Linked DNA regions of Ovis aries: region 2 is linked to region 1. A link is a contact called in public Hi-C data. All regions are on one chromosome and are shown on one strand. Each heading gives the region's core, a stretch centred on a gene start, on an enhancer-like site or on the middle of the called end of the contact. The rest is flanking DNA. Distances are from core to core; before and after follow the strand shown. Region 1 holds the start of TRMU (tRNA mitochondrial 2-thiouridylase). Region 2 holds the start of CERK (ceramide kinase).

Region 1 (6,183 bases), core at 1,852-4,351:
CTCCTGCGCCTCTGTGCACTGGGGCTGGCTGTCCCTCCCGCTGCCACGTGGCCTGCAGCGCTGACCACATCTTAATGCAAACCGCCCATGACGCTCTGGCAGGGGCTCCCACCCTGACCCTCTGCTGCACTTGGTAAAGGCCTCCATCATCACAACACCCTGTGGGGCTGAACCGACAGTGAGCATCCGGAGGTGTGAGCATCCCAGAGGTGTGGACGAGATGGCATCTTTCCATCTTCACATCCCCATGCTGTGTCAACATATAGAGAGACTTAGCAATGTGACTGGATGAAAGAAAAGCAGAAATTCTACACAATTTTTCAAAACAAATAAAAACCGCCATTCAGTTATCAGAAAAGTAAACTCAATTCAAAAGTTATTTCCAATTACCCAGTAAGAATTAGGTTCTAAGTCATCAGACATAAAGACATAAAAAATTTTGGTTGCTTTATCACAGGGCTTTCCTGGTGGCTCAGATGGTAAAGAATCTGCCTGTAATGCAAGAGACCCAGGTTCAACCTCTGGGCTGGGAAGATCCCTTGGAGAAGAGAATGGCAACCCGCTCCAGTATTCTTGCCTGGAGAATTCCATGGACAGAGGAGCCTGGCAGGCTACAGTCCTTGAGGTTGCAAAGAGCTGTACGTGACTGAGCGACTAACACACACACACACAGGCACACACATCTATATACATTGAGACCTGTTTTTCGCCTTTTCTGTTGCAGACAAAGTACCAAACCAAACGTGGGGGAGACCAACTTTCTAAGTACACAGGTGTCCACCACATATGAGAAATGAATGTAATGAAAGACAGGGCACCGGACTGTAAAAGCTTTAACACGGTATTCCAGAGAGCAGAGACTCAGTGACAAAGCTCTGCCAAACACTAAAAGGCCGCCTGAGCAAGGCCACTAGCCCCACCCCAGCAGGTCCTCCCTTCTCTGTTTCCCACATCCCCGGACCCTGCTTCCCTGACAGTGCACCCTACACTGGGCTCCCGCTGTTCCTGCGCACGCCCCTGCAGCTACTAAAGCGAGGCACTCTGCCACCTGCCAGCGCCGTCTCACACACCCATGTGTCCCCAGAGCCTGGCAGTGCCCAGCACAGAACAAGGGCTCAAGTAGAACAAACAGACAACTCCACTCCCAGAGCTTAAAAAACCCCCCCTTCCATGGCCTCATGGGCCTGATCATCCTTCTCCTGGAGACGTGCCCACTCACGCTCCAGGAGGCCACAGCGCTTCGGAGGCACGTGGCAGAATATGCACCTCCGACGAGACTGGAAGAGACCTCCACGTCGAGGGGAGGACCTGCTGCTTCTCTGCTCTGCCCCTCAGCTTTCCGCCCGGAGGAGCAAAACCCAAGGAAGCTGGTCTGTGAAGCTGCTCAGCCTGGATTCTGGGAAGGAGCGCTAGCCTTCCTGAAGGAGTAAGATAACCTAACTAGTCTCCCCAGGGATGTCTGCCACCATCGCCCCAGACGTGTCGCCGCCTAGTCAGAACCCTTCGAGGGCTCTGCACTGTCTCCCACAACACACTCTGAAGCCCCGAACAGAACACTCTCCACAAGCAGCGCTCAACCTCCTCTCTGCCTCACTCTCCCTCCCAGACCCAGCCAGCACTTCTGTGCCTGAGCTTTGCACCTGCTGTGGACTCCGCCAGAAACGCTTCCTCCTTACCTCCTGAGCCCCAGCCTTTGCTTAGGGAACTCCTCCTCCTCCTCCCCCTCCAAGTGGTGATACCAGGGATGAGAGGATCTTAGGTCTCTCATCTTCCAGGTTGCTACCTCCTAGATGAATAAACCTTTCTCTGCTCCAAACTCAAAACTTCAGTGTGTCTGGCCTCACTGTGCCACCGAACATATGAACTTGGCTTTGACAGCAGTCTCAGCGCAAACAGCACCATCTCTGTGATGCTTTGATTCCCTTCCCCATCGCAAGTATGTATGCTCACAGTCTGTCTCTACTTGTATTTGACACTTTTTATTACACCTTTTGTGACAGTTTGGTTATTAATACGAACTAATAACCTTTACTGCTGAGTGCCTAACGTGTGCTGGGCGCTGGGGTAAAGGCTTTGTGTGTCCTGTTATTTATTACTACTACCTCCAGTAACTTCCCTGGTGGCTCAGACAGTAAATGCGTCTGCCTACAATGTGGGAGACCTGGGTTCGATTCCTAGGTCGGGAAGATTCCCTGGAGAAGGAAATGGCAACCCACTCCAGTAATCTTGCCTAGAAAATCCCATGGACGGAGGAGCCTGGCGGGCTGCAGTTCATGGGGTCACAAAGAGTCAGACACGACTGAGTGACTTCACTTTCTTTCACTTTCACCTCCAGTAACCCTGGGAGGTAGGCGGTGCCTCCATTTTACAAACAGGAAGAGCTTGAATCACTTGTCCCAGGTCAGGAACCTGGGGTTCCCTCTGCATTCCAAGTGCCTAAGAACGAAAGACGCCTCCAGGACCTAGGTACTGGAGGGCTCCCAACGGGAGCGGGTCACACGGACGGAGAGTCAGATGGGCAGTGAGCCTCGGCTCCCGACCGGGGGCGCCCGACAGGCGCCTGAGAAAACGGAAGCGCTCCTGCGCAGTCTGTCACCCACCGAGTGGAAAGCACAGCCGCGACTTGATAAGCCCGCCGGGACTGGTCGCCCACGTAGCCAGACGGCCACGTCGTGTGTCGTGGAGATAAGCGCCTCCACGGAGGCTGCGGCGCTCCTCAGGCCTGGGCTGAGTGCGGACGCCGCCGCCACCGCCGCGGGGGCAAGGCCTCGGGGCCGGGGAGAAACGCGGCCGCCCGGAGTCGGAGGCCCACCCTCCCCTGCTCGACCCCGGCGGCAACGGGGGGCCTGACCGCTCCCCGACAGGCGGAGCGGCGGCCGCGCGCTGTCCGACCCCCAGGCGCAGAGTGAGGGCCGGGGCGCCGCGCCGCCAGGCGGGGCTCTCCGAGAAGGGGCCGCTCGGCCTCCTCACCTCTCCGCCTCAGCAGCAGCGCTGCCACCGCGCTGTCCACGCCGCCGGAGACGGCGCACACGACGTGCCGAGCCGCCTGCATTGACAGCGGCCGATTCCCCTCACTGCCGCCGTCGCTTCCGCTCCTAGCCGGAAGTCCCGCCCTCCCCTGGCGGCGAGAGCGCAGAAGAGGCCCGGGCGGAAGCGGGTGCTCAGCGCCCTGTGTTCCTCCCTGCCCGCTGCTCCCAGGCGGGCCTGTAACCACGCCCCCTGAACTCCTGGCTCTGGCTTACCTCTCTGCCGGCAGCTGCCGGACACACTAAGCGCTTCCTACGCGCGCGCGCGTGTGTGAGTGTGCGAGTGTGTGTTCCCAGCACACAACTGTGTGTGTGATGTCAACTACAAATTGGCACTTACCAAGAGCATTGCCAAGGTCTGAACAACAAAGGCATTTGCCATCTGCCTCCACGGAGATTGAACCCCATGCAGCTAAAATAGCTCTTGACCTTCAACAACCCCTGAGGGAGTTGTGTGGAGTGAGGTGCTCTGTGCTCCAGGGAATCTGGAGAGACAGGTCTTTGGTTGGATGTTTTCAGGAACATATCTTATGATCTCCATCCTGGCATCTCCTCCTATCTAGAGAAGCACTAAATCCCTTCAAGGTGACATCAGATCCTCAGGACTAACAAAAAACCTTGTGTAAACTGGGTGTTTCATGGGACTGAACTCCCCCTTCACCAAAACCTTATATATTGACTTTCCCCCACTGCCGCTTTGGAGCAGTCTCTCAGAGCCGTCTGAGATGCTGCCTCCCAGCTGCAGTCCTCATTTTGCCCCAGATAAAACTTAACTTGCAACTCTCAAGCTGTACATCTTTTTTCAGTCAACAGTGACTCAGGAGGGTGCCCAGTGAACAGGCTGCTAGACGACTGAAGAGTGTGATGTCGAGCTGGGTGCTTCTGGAAGTGGGCGCGGGCCTTCCCTTAGCTGACCTGAAGGGGAGGGTGAGCAGGTGGAGGGCCCAGCCCTGAGTGGAGGGCCCTGGGCCTGGGGACAGCGTGGGGCCAGGCCCAGCAGGGCCAGGGTGCCTGCCGACCCCAGTTCACTTCCAGGGGAGCTGCTCATGGCCGCACTGCGGACAGGCGCTGAGAGCCCCGTGGGGGCTGCTAGGTCAAGCGTTGTCATCAGCGCTGGTCCTGCTGCTCTCTGCTTCCAAAATCAGTGCTCACGAATGGCGGAAAGGCAAACTGCCTTTAGTCCAATGCCAGCAGTCTGGGGGAAGTGGCGGGCTCTCTGTCCCCCAACCACCACCTCCGGAGATTCTGCTCGGTTATGAGTTTTTGAAGGGGAGCAAGAAGTAGTCTCAGTCATTGAGATAGGGGGTCAGGCACCAGTAGTTTTTTTCCAAATTTTTTATTTACTGACTTATGGCTGCGCGGGGTTCACTGCTGCGCACTGGCCTTCTCTAGCTGTGGTGCCCAGGCTTGCCACTGCAGTGGCTTTCCCTAGAGTACAGAACAGCCTCTAGGGCATCAGGGCTTAGTTGCATGTGGCATCTTCCCAGAAAAGGAATTAAACTCGTGTCCCTTACACTGACTAGCAGGTGAATTCTCAACCACTGGACCACCAGGGAAATCTTATTTTTCCTGTTTAAAACTGCTGAAAAAGTTAGGGTTTCCCTTGTGGCTCAGCTGGTATCCACCTGCAATGTGGGAGACCTGGATGCGATCCCTGGATCGGGAAGATCCCCTGGAGAAGGGAAAGGCTACCCACTCCAGTATCCCGGCCCGGAGAATCCCATAGACTGTAAAGTCCATGGGGTCGAAAAGAGTTGGACATGATTGAGCAACTTTCACTTTCAGATAACTGCTGGGGCAGTTCACAAAACTGATTTCAGGTAGGACTTGAACCATGGTTTGAAAAAAGCTGGGGAGGAAATACACTAGAGATGCAGATGGTTTTTATTTTTGTTTGTTTACTTTTGGCCACATGGCATGTGGGATCTTAGTTCCCCGACCAGGGATGGAACCCACGCAGCCAATGGAAGCTCGGAGTCTTAACCACTGGGCCACCAGGGAAATCCTGCTGATGGTTTTTTAAATCAGGTAAATAATATACACACCAAAGCTTGGCATTAAAATCACATTAGGTTAACAGTGGACATTAATGTCTAAATGTGGATAATTCTTAAGACAAGTCATTTTCTTGAGAACAGGAGTAGTTTTGAGTTCAAAGTGAAGGAATTCCCTGGCAGTCCCGTGGGTAAGTTCTCCACGCTTCCACTGCAGGGAACTCGGGTTTGATCCCTGATTGAGGAACTAGGATCCCGCATAAGGAAGAAAAAAAAAGAGTCTAGAGTGAAATGAGGGAGGCCCCATGTCCCCATTCTGAGACGAGAAGCAGGAAATGCCAACTGAGAGTGCCAAGAGCAGGAGGCGTAAGCGGGGCCCTGCAGGGAAACAGAAAAAGGACTGCATTTCAGAATAAGGGGTCAGGAAACCCCGACAAGGGGGCATGACACCTGGCCTTCAGAGGACTTCAGAGTGAGCATTCGTTTAGCTGAGGCTGTGGGGCGGCCCAGCTGATGTCACTGGACTTTGGGCTGTCTGGGGCACCCCGCCCGCCTGAGGCAGAGTCCAGTATCATGCCCAGCACATGGCCTTGGGGTTAGGAGAGCTGCCACCCACCCCTACAGTGGCTGAAACATGACACCTTGGCAACTGTGTTTTCTGCTCCTTCTCAGTTAATGGGCGGTTATTAGCTATTTGGGGTCGCAAAGAGTCAGACAGGACTGTGCCACTGAGCGACAACCACTTGCTACTTAGAGGCTCCAAATCTTTAATCACTGCCTAACACAGGTGCACGATGGACCAGCAGTGTCAACGACGACATCCCAAATGGCCCAACTACAGCAGTGTGAGCTGTGTGGATGTCAGCTGTGAAACGTGAAAGCGTTTGCACCTGAGAATTAATGGAATGTGACGATCACGTGAAGTTGGGCCTCTCAAGCTGAGAAGGGTGGCCCTCTGGCGGCACCCGAGCTTGTTCACCCCCAGGTACCGAGGAAAGGGCAGCCCCTCCCCTCCCCTTGGTCTCCCTCCCAGTGGTGGGCTGAGGGCCTGGGAGCCAGAGAGGAAAAGTGCTTTGTGGGACCAGCTGGACGGAAACCAGAGTGTGGCTGCTCCAAGGAGCCTGGGGGAGCAGGCACGGGCCAAGGCCCAGCTCACCCCTGCG
Region 2 (6,183 bases), core at 1,093-3,592, 310 kb before region 1:
GCAATGTCTAGCCGGGTTTGTCTCGGTCCCACTGACTCCAACCATTCTCTAGGGAGCCCTGGCGATTCAGTGTTGTTTCTGATCCTCCGTCTTCTCTCCCCACCTGTTTTTTGTTTGGTTGGTTTTGGACTCAATAGTAGATGCTTTGTCTGTGCTGCAGAACTCCTGGGCTAAGCCCAGATGGTGTTTTATTCTTCATCTTAAGATTGTCTTTCCTCCGGAAGGCCTTACTTACATTTTCCAGGGTTTATGTGAAGCAGGTTTTCTGCCCCACCCTCCCCCCACAGGGTGCACAGGCTCCGAACCCAACGCTGTCCCCTGCCTCCTGTCCCCAGGCCCACCCGCCTACTCCTCCCAGCTCATGGACCTCACCGTTGCCCTCCCCTACTGTGTGGCTCACTCAGATCATCCTTCCCCACATCTTTGCAATTTCCTCTAATTTTTTACAGAGCTTGGATAGAAAAAGACAAATACGACATCTATCCAGGTGAGCTGTCCAGCCTCTCTCTACCAGGCTGAGATCATAGCGGGTGGCTGTCCTGTGTGCCACCGCCTCCGCCATGTCTCCAGCAGCCCTGGGCGCCAGGTCCCGTGTTCCCCACCCCAGTCCACTCCACCCGATCAAGGCCACTCCGCCGGCCCGGCTGCGTGCTGGGCCGTAGATGTCACCTGGCCGGGAACCTCCCAGGGTCCTCCTCCCCCGAGCCCCCAAGGCTGGATATTGTAGCAGCGCCCCCACCACACACACGCAGGAGTCAAGATCAGGCTGCGGAAATCAGAAGCGGACTCTCTGCAGACCTGGGGGAGGCCTCCCACCACCCTCACTGAGCGCACCCTGCCTGTAAGGACCCCAGCCAGCCAGCAGGCTTTCCTCCAGCTGCAGAGATGGGGAGGGGGAGTCTCCCCAGAGTCCAGGACTCTCCCCCCCGAGGGAGCTGGTCTTTTCTCCAGAACAGCCTACTGCAGCGCAAACACCACCTCTGACAAGGCAGACCCACTCTCAGGGCCTCTGGGCCTGTTCCCCACTGGCAGAGAAACCCAGAATGTGGCCAGGCTGTCTGAGAGCACCTTCTGGGCTTCCACCGCGCTGCGTGTCGGTCCATGTTCCACCCCTGACTGCTGGGTAACCCTGGCCCTGATCCCGCTGAGACCATCCCCTCCCGTGCAGGGCAGCCTCACCCTGGAGATGAGATGAGGGCTGAGATGCACCCTGTCAGTACCCGACCCAGATGGCTCACCCGAGCAGGCCTGGGGGCCCATGGGGCCCAGACTGAACCCCATCCTGGCCTTTGAGCCCTCCCCTGGCACGCTACTCCCCACGCTGCCCAGGGGTGTGAGCAGCCTTGATCCTTGGCCATTGCGGAGTTATCCTCGGCTACCCCACCCCTCGACCGGCCCTTCCAGCTCAGGTCAGCCCTTGACCACCAACCCTGAGGTCCCCACCCCTGAGGGCCACCCTCCAGGCCAGCCCAATCTCGGGGCTTTCCTGGGTAGACGGACAGCCTCTGCAGTTCGCCCTCTGGGAGTCCGGATGAGGGTCCGAAACAGCAGGTCAGGCAGGACCTGCTGCGTGTCCCCGGGGTGGTCCTGCTGGGGTGCCCAGCGTGGGACCCGCTGGGGCACAGGCTGCCCTGGAGTGCCCTTGTTCTCACATTCCAGAGTCTCCTACGCCGGCGTGGCCCTGGGGCTCCCAGCCGGATGGTTACCTCTCTGTAGAATGTGAGCAGGCCAGGTTAGTTTTGCGGCCTGTCTTTCCGTGTGTAAAATGGGGCTAATGACTCCCACTTGCAGAGGTTGTTGTTTGTGTTGCAAGAGCAACAGGCGTGCATGCCAAGTCATTCAGTCGCGTGCAACTCTGTGCGACCCTGTGGGCTCCTCTGTCCACGGGATTCTCCAGGCAAGAATACTGGGGTGCGGTTGCCGTGCCCTCCTCCAGGGGATCTTCCCCACCCGGCGACTGAAGCTGCGTCTCTTGCAGCTCCTGCGTTGGCAGGTGGGTTCTTTACCACCAGGGCCTCCTGAGAAGCCCCCACAGGAGCAACATGGGAATGTGCATTTTTGTAACTTACCAGCTTACTCTCTCCTGGACGTTTCCTCCAGGCAGTCAACCTTGACCTGCAGCAGTTAGAAGCTCTCCCTCCAGGACGGAGGGCACAGGCGCAGGGCGGCCTTGCTGGGAGCAGGTGCAGCTGGGACAGGTGTTCCCTCCCCACCCCGTGGGGTTCTGATGTCAAGTGAGGTGCTGACTTCATGGGAAGGAAGCCTGGGAAGATAAGCAGGCAGCTGTCGCTGTCCACACAGCCAGGGGCTCCCAGGACAGAGAGGAAGTCGGTCAGAGGTCATGGAACGGGTGGTGCTGGAAGATGCTGATGGTGCCAGGTCTCCACAGGTGGCCAGGGCTCAGTGGGCAGAAGCCAGTGGGCGTTGGGCAGGAATGAGCTGGTGGGCAGGATGCTTGTGGGCCCAGACAATGCCTCACAGACCAAGCATCCCACGAGTGAGGTGACCTGGGCAGGCACAGTGCAGTCCAGGGGGCGCTGGCCAGTGCTGGCCGTGGTGTCCAGCCCAGACAAGCTGGCCGCCACAGGCTGCAGGGCAGATGGGCCACCAGGCAGCAGGCCAAGCTGGCAGCGGGGACATGGGACAGGGCAGGTGATGGGGCCTGGCAGGCCAGGGCTGCAGGCTGCCAGGCTGAGCCCTTGCCCTCTGGCCCAGTGGGCTGCCAGGGCTCACGGAAGCCCCGCAGAAGACCGGCCAGCCGTGCACCCAGCAGGCCAGCGAGTGTGCCCTGCAGAGCTGCAGGCGGAAAGGGCCAGGCACGGGCAGCCCAGAGGAGGCCCCAGCAGAGCTCCCCACTGACTCAGCCGCGTTGGAGGAGGCAGCCGGGGGAAAAATGGGCAGACAGGTGGGAAGGGCCTCCGCCCAGGGTCCCACATGGGACAGGTGAGCGGCGAGGTGGCTGGAAGGCCCGCCAGCGGGCCGAGGGCACTTCCTGAGCAGAGGGCCATGCTGCCCCTTCCGTGACTGTGCAGCCAGCTCTGAGGGGCCCATCAAGACCTGAGGCACAGGAGGGGTGGGGGGAGGACTGCCAGCGGCTCTGGAGGTGAAGCCGCCTCCTTCTTCCCACTGCCCAGCGCTGTGCTGAGTCACAGGCCCACAGCCCTTAGCGGGGGCCTGACCCCCAGCCCAGCCCTCTCACCATGCAGCTCAACCGCAGGAAGCCAGTCTTCTGGAAACTTTATTTTGATACTTTCTCCCCAGTTTAAGCATGCGGCTCCTGCCTTGTCCAGGCCCCTCCCCAAACCGAGGAGGACAGCTCCCTGGCGTGGAGGGCCACAGGAGGGCTTTGCCAGGGCTGCAAGATGCCACAGACTGGGTGGCTTAAACAATAAAAGTTTATTTCCCCAGTTCCGGTTCAGAGAGTCTGCAAGTCCGAGGTCAAGGCGCCAACAAGGCTTGGTTGCTCTGAGGCCTCTCCCGGGGGCTTGCAAGCGGGGCCTCTTGTGTTTGACCCTCTGGGCACCAGCATGCCTGCTCTTGGTGTCCAGCTCTTCCCCTGCTGAAGCCACCAGTCATGCTGGATGGGGGTCCACAGGCCACATTTCACCTTAATCACCTCCATCAAGAGTCTAGCTCCACACACACGCACATTCTGAGGCCCTGGGGGGCTAGTGCCACAGCGTGTGGATTTCAGGGGTCACAACACCACCCCTAACAGCCACTAGGAGACCCTGGCCTGGCCTGTGGTCTACCGAGGGAGGGGGAGGCGGTCCCTGGGGGCCCCACCAGTGTTTCCCACTTGATGCTAGGGCCTCCCCCACGGAGGTGAGGGTGGGGGCAGGGGGGCCTACATCCTCTCTCGGCGCCCCTCTGGCTGCAGGACTGTACGAGCTGACACGTGGCATTCAAGGACCCTATGTAGTGACTGAAGAGGGCAGAAGGGGCCCAGCCCAGGGAGGCCCCAGGCAGAGGTCCCACGGCGGGGCTGGGTTTCTGAGTCCCTGCCCACCAGCTGGTTCCTGCCATAGCTCTTCACGCTGTTGTCGTTGCTCAGCTGCTCAGTCGCATCCAACTCCTTGCGACCCCATGGACTGCAGCAAACCAGGCTTCTCTGTCCTCCACTGTCTCCCAGAGTTTGCTCAAATTCATGTCCATTGAGTTGGTGATGCCACCCAACTGTCTCATCTTCTGCCGCCTCCTCCTCCTCCTGCCCTCAATCTTTCCCAGCATCAGGGTCTTTTCAAATGAGTCAGCTCTTCGCATCAGGTGGCCAAAGTACTGGAGCTTCAGCTTCAGCGTCAGTCCTTCCAGTGAATATCCAGAGTTGATCTCCTGATTACTCTTCAGGGCAGCGCTGCGATACCACCCCCGCCCGGCACTGGCGCAAGATTTCCAGAGAAGTTTCATATCCATGTTTCCAGAGCCTCAGAGCGGCAGCTGTGGGAGGGAGGGGGCAGGGCAGGCCTTGCCGCCAAGGGCACTACCGGGCTGGGAGATCAGGTACAGCGTGCCCAAGGGAGGGGCCAGAACCCACCCCCGCCCTCTGCCCTGTCCTGGCTCCTGACTCCCTGCCCCAGGCCGAACGGGGGCTGGGCTCCAGCATGAGTGAGTCACAGGGAGCTGGCAGGGTAAAACCAGTACGTGTGGCTCCCTGGTGCCAGGCACGGGCAGCAAGGCCGTGTGCCCGCCCTTCCGCCACCTGAGGGGAGACATGCGCAAGAGAAGCCAAGGAGAGCTGGGGGTGGGGGCAGCACACAGGTGGCTCAGGCCCCTGGAGCCAAACCCGTCACTTGGGAGCCCTGCTCTGAGCAGCAGCTTCTTCAGCGATGAGTCTGGGACAGGCACCCTTATGGGACTAACATGGGCACCCTTATTACGCGCCCCAGTGTGTTCAGGGCTGGCGCCACGGGGCCAGGCAAGTCCACATCCTCATGGAGGTGGTCGGGGGGGGGGTGGTGGTGGTGGCAATGTGCTCTGTGAGCGAGGCTGGAGCCCTGCTGGGCTGAGGGGTGGTCAGTGAAGGCCGCCTGCGGACAAGGGACAGTGGAGCTGAGCAGGGTGGTGAGGAAGAGTCCGGGGGTGCCAGGGTGGTGCCTCCTGGCTCAGAACAGGAACCCCCTCTCCTTGGGCCTGCTCAGGAGGGAGAGGAGGGCTCAGTGGCCCCCTCCAGCTTCCTCCCAGGTCCCTAAGGGGGAGACCTCCTCCAGGAAGCCCTCTGGCCTGCCGGCCTGCAAGTCCCTCCCCTCCGCTGGTTCCCCAGCACCCCACCCTGTGCAGGTTGGCTGGCCTTTAGAACCTGGGCTGTGGGATCCGGAACTGCTCTCAGCCACCCCCAGCCCAGACACATACCCTAGTGGGCAGTAAGGGGTGGCTGGACCCTAGCCGGCCTCTGAGCCTCACCTCTGCCACCTGTGACCAGGACAGGCCTCCTCAGGGGCCATCTGTCCCCAGTCTGGGTGTGCAGGCCCAGCAGGACCCTTTGACTCAGACTACCTAGTTGACACGCAGGCCCCACCCCTTACTGCTCAGCCCTCAGTGCCTGAAACTGCCCCCGTTAGGAATGCGGGGGTCCCGAAGCACCCCGGTGGTCACGAAGATGGCCCCCGAAGCAGAGGAGGTGGTGTCCACTGCCAGGCTGGGGCCAGCAGGGTCCACACCTCCCGAGGGTGCCTGCTAGGTCTTCAGGTTTACATTTCCAAGAGGAGAAGACGGGGATCCAAAATGCCGCTGGATGCCCGCGGCCACGCTGCCCAGGGTGGCCGCGTGAGGGGGGGCGGGTTAGGCCACACCCGCCCGAAAACCAGGCTCCTCCCGCCGCACCCTCAGGACCGACCGGGTAGCACTTTCTGCGCCCCTGGAGGACCCCGCCTGTCCCCACGACCGGCCAGGGAGGCGCTACTGAGCTCCACGCCCCTGGGGACCCTACGGTCGGCGGCCAGGGGAAGCCGCCTCCTCCCCGCCCAGAGCTAACCCCAGAGCTCAGGCGGCCCCCTGGCGCCTCGACCCCAGCGCAGCCCCGTCCTTGATTGCCCGGCCCCTCCGCTGCTCTCCGCCCCCTTCGCCTTCCTCCTCCGCGCAGGCCCCTCCTCGGCTCCTCTGCTCGGAACCCAGCGCCCGTCCGCCTCCCTCCTCCTCCCCGCCCCCCGCCGGATCCCCCCGGACCCCTCCTGGTCCCCGGGGTGC

The links. Hi-C and Micro-C count contacts between places; a contact is called where the count stands out from the background.
Region 2: a contact with region 1 is called in a Hi-C map of liver, with 4 times the contacts expected there. The contact joins the promoter of CERK here to the promoter of TRMU in region 1. A contact is called at or near these places in 2 of 16 Hi-C or Micro-C datasets (liver and tail adipose tissue).

What each region holds. Positions count from the first base shown.
Region 1 is chr3:222,534,677-222,540,859 of ARS-UI_Ramb_v3.0, reverse strand. TRMU (tRNA mitochondrial 2-thiouridylase) reads right to left here and starts at 3,101. Exons shown (of 11, transcript XM_027968216.3): 1 at 2,971-3,101. The coding sequence starts at 3,052.
Region 2 is chr3:222,841,486-222,847,668 of ARS-UI_Ramb_v3.0, reverse strand. CERK (ceramide kinase) reads left to right here and starts at 2,342. Exons shown (of 18, transcript XM_042247895.2): 1 at 2,342-2,379; 2 at 2,716-2,905; 3 at 4,887-4,976; 4 at 5,294-5,360; 5 at 5,559-5,666; 6 at 5,904-6,183. The coding sequence starts at 2,342.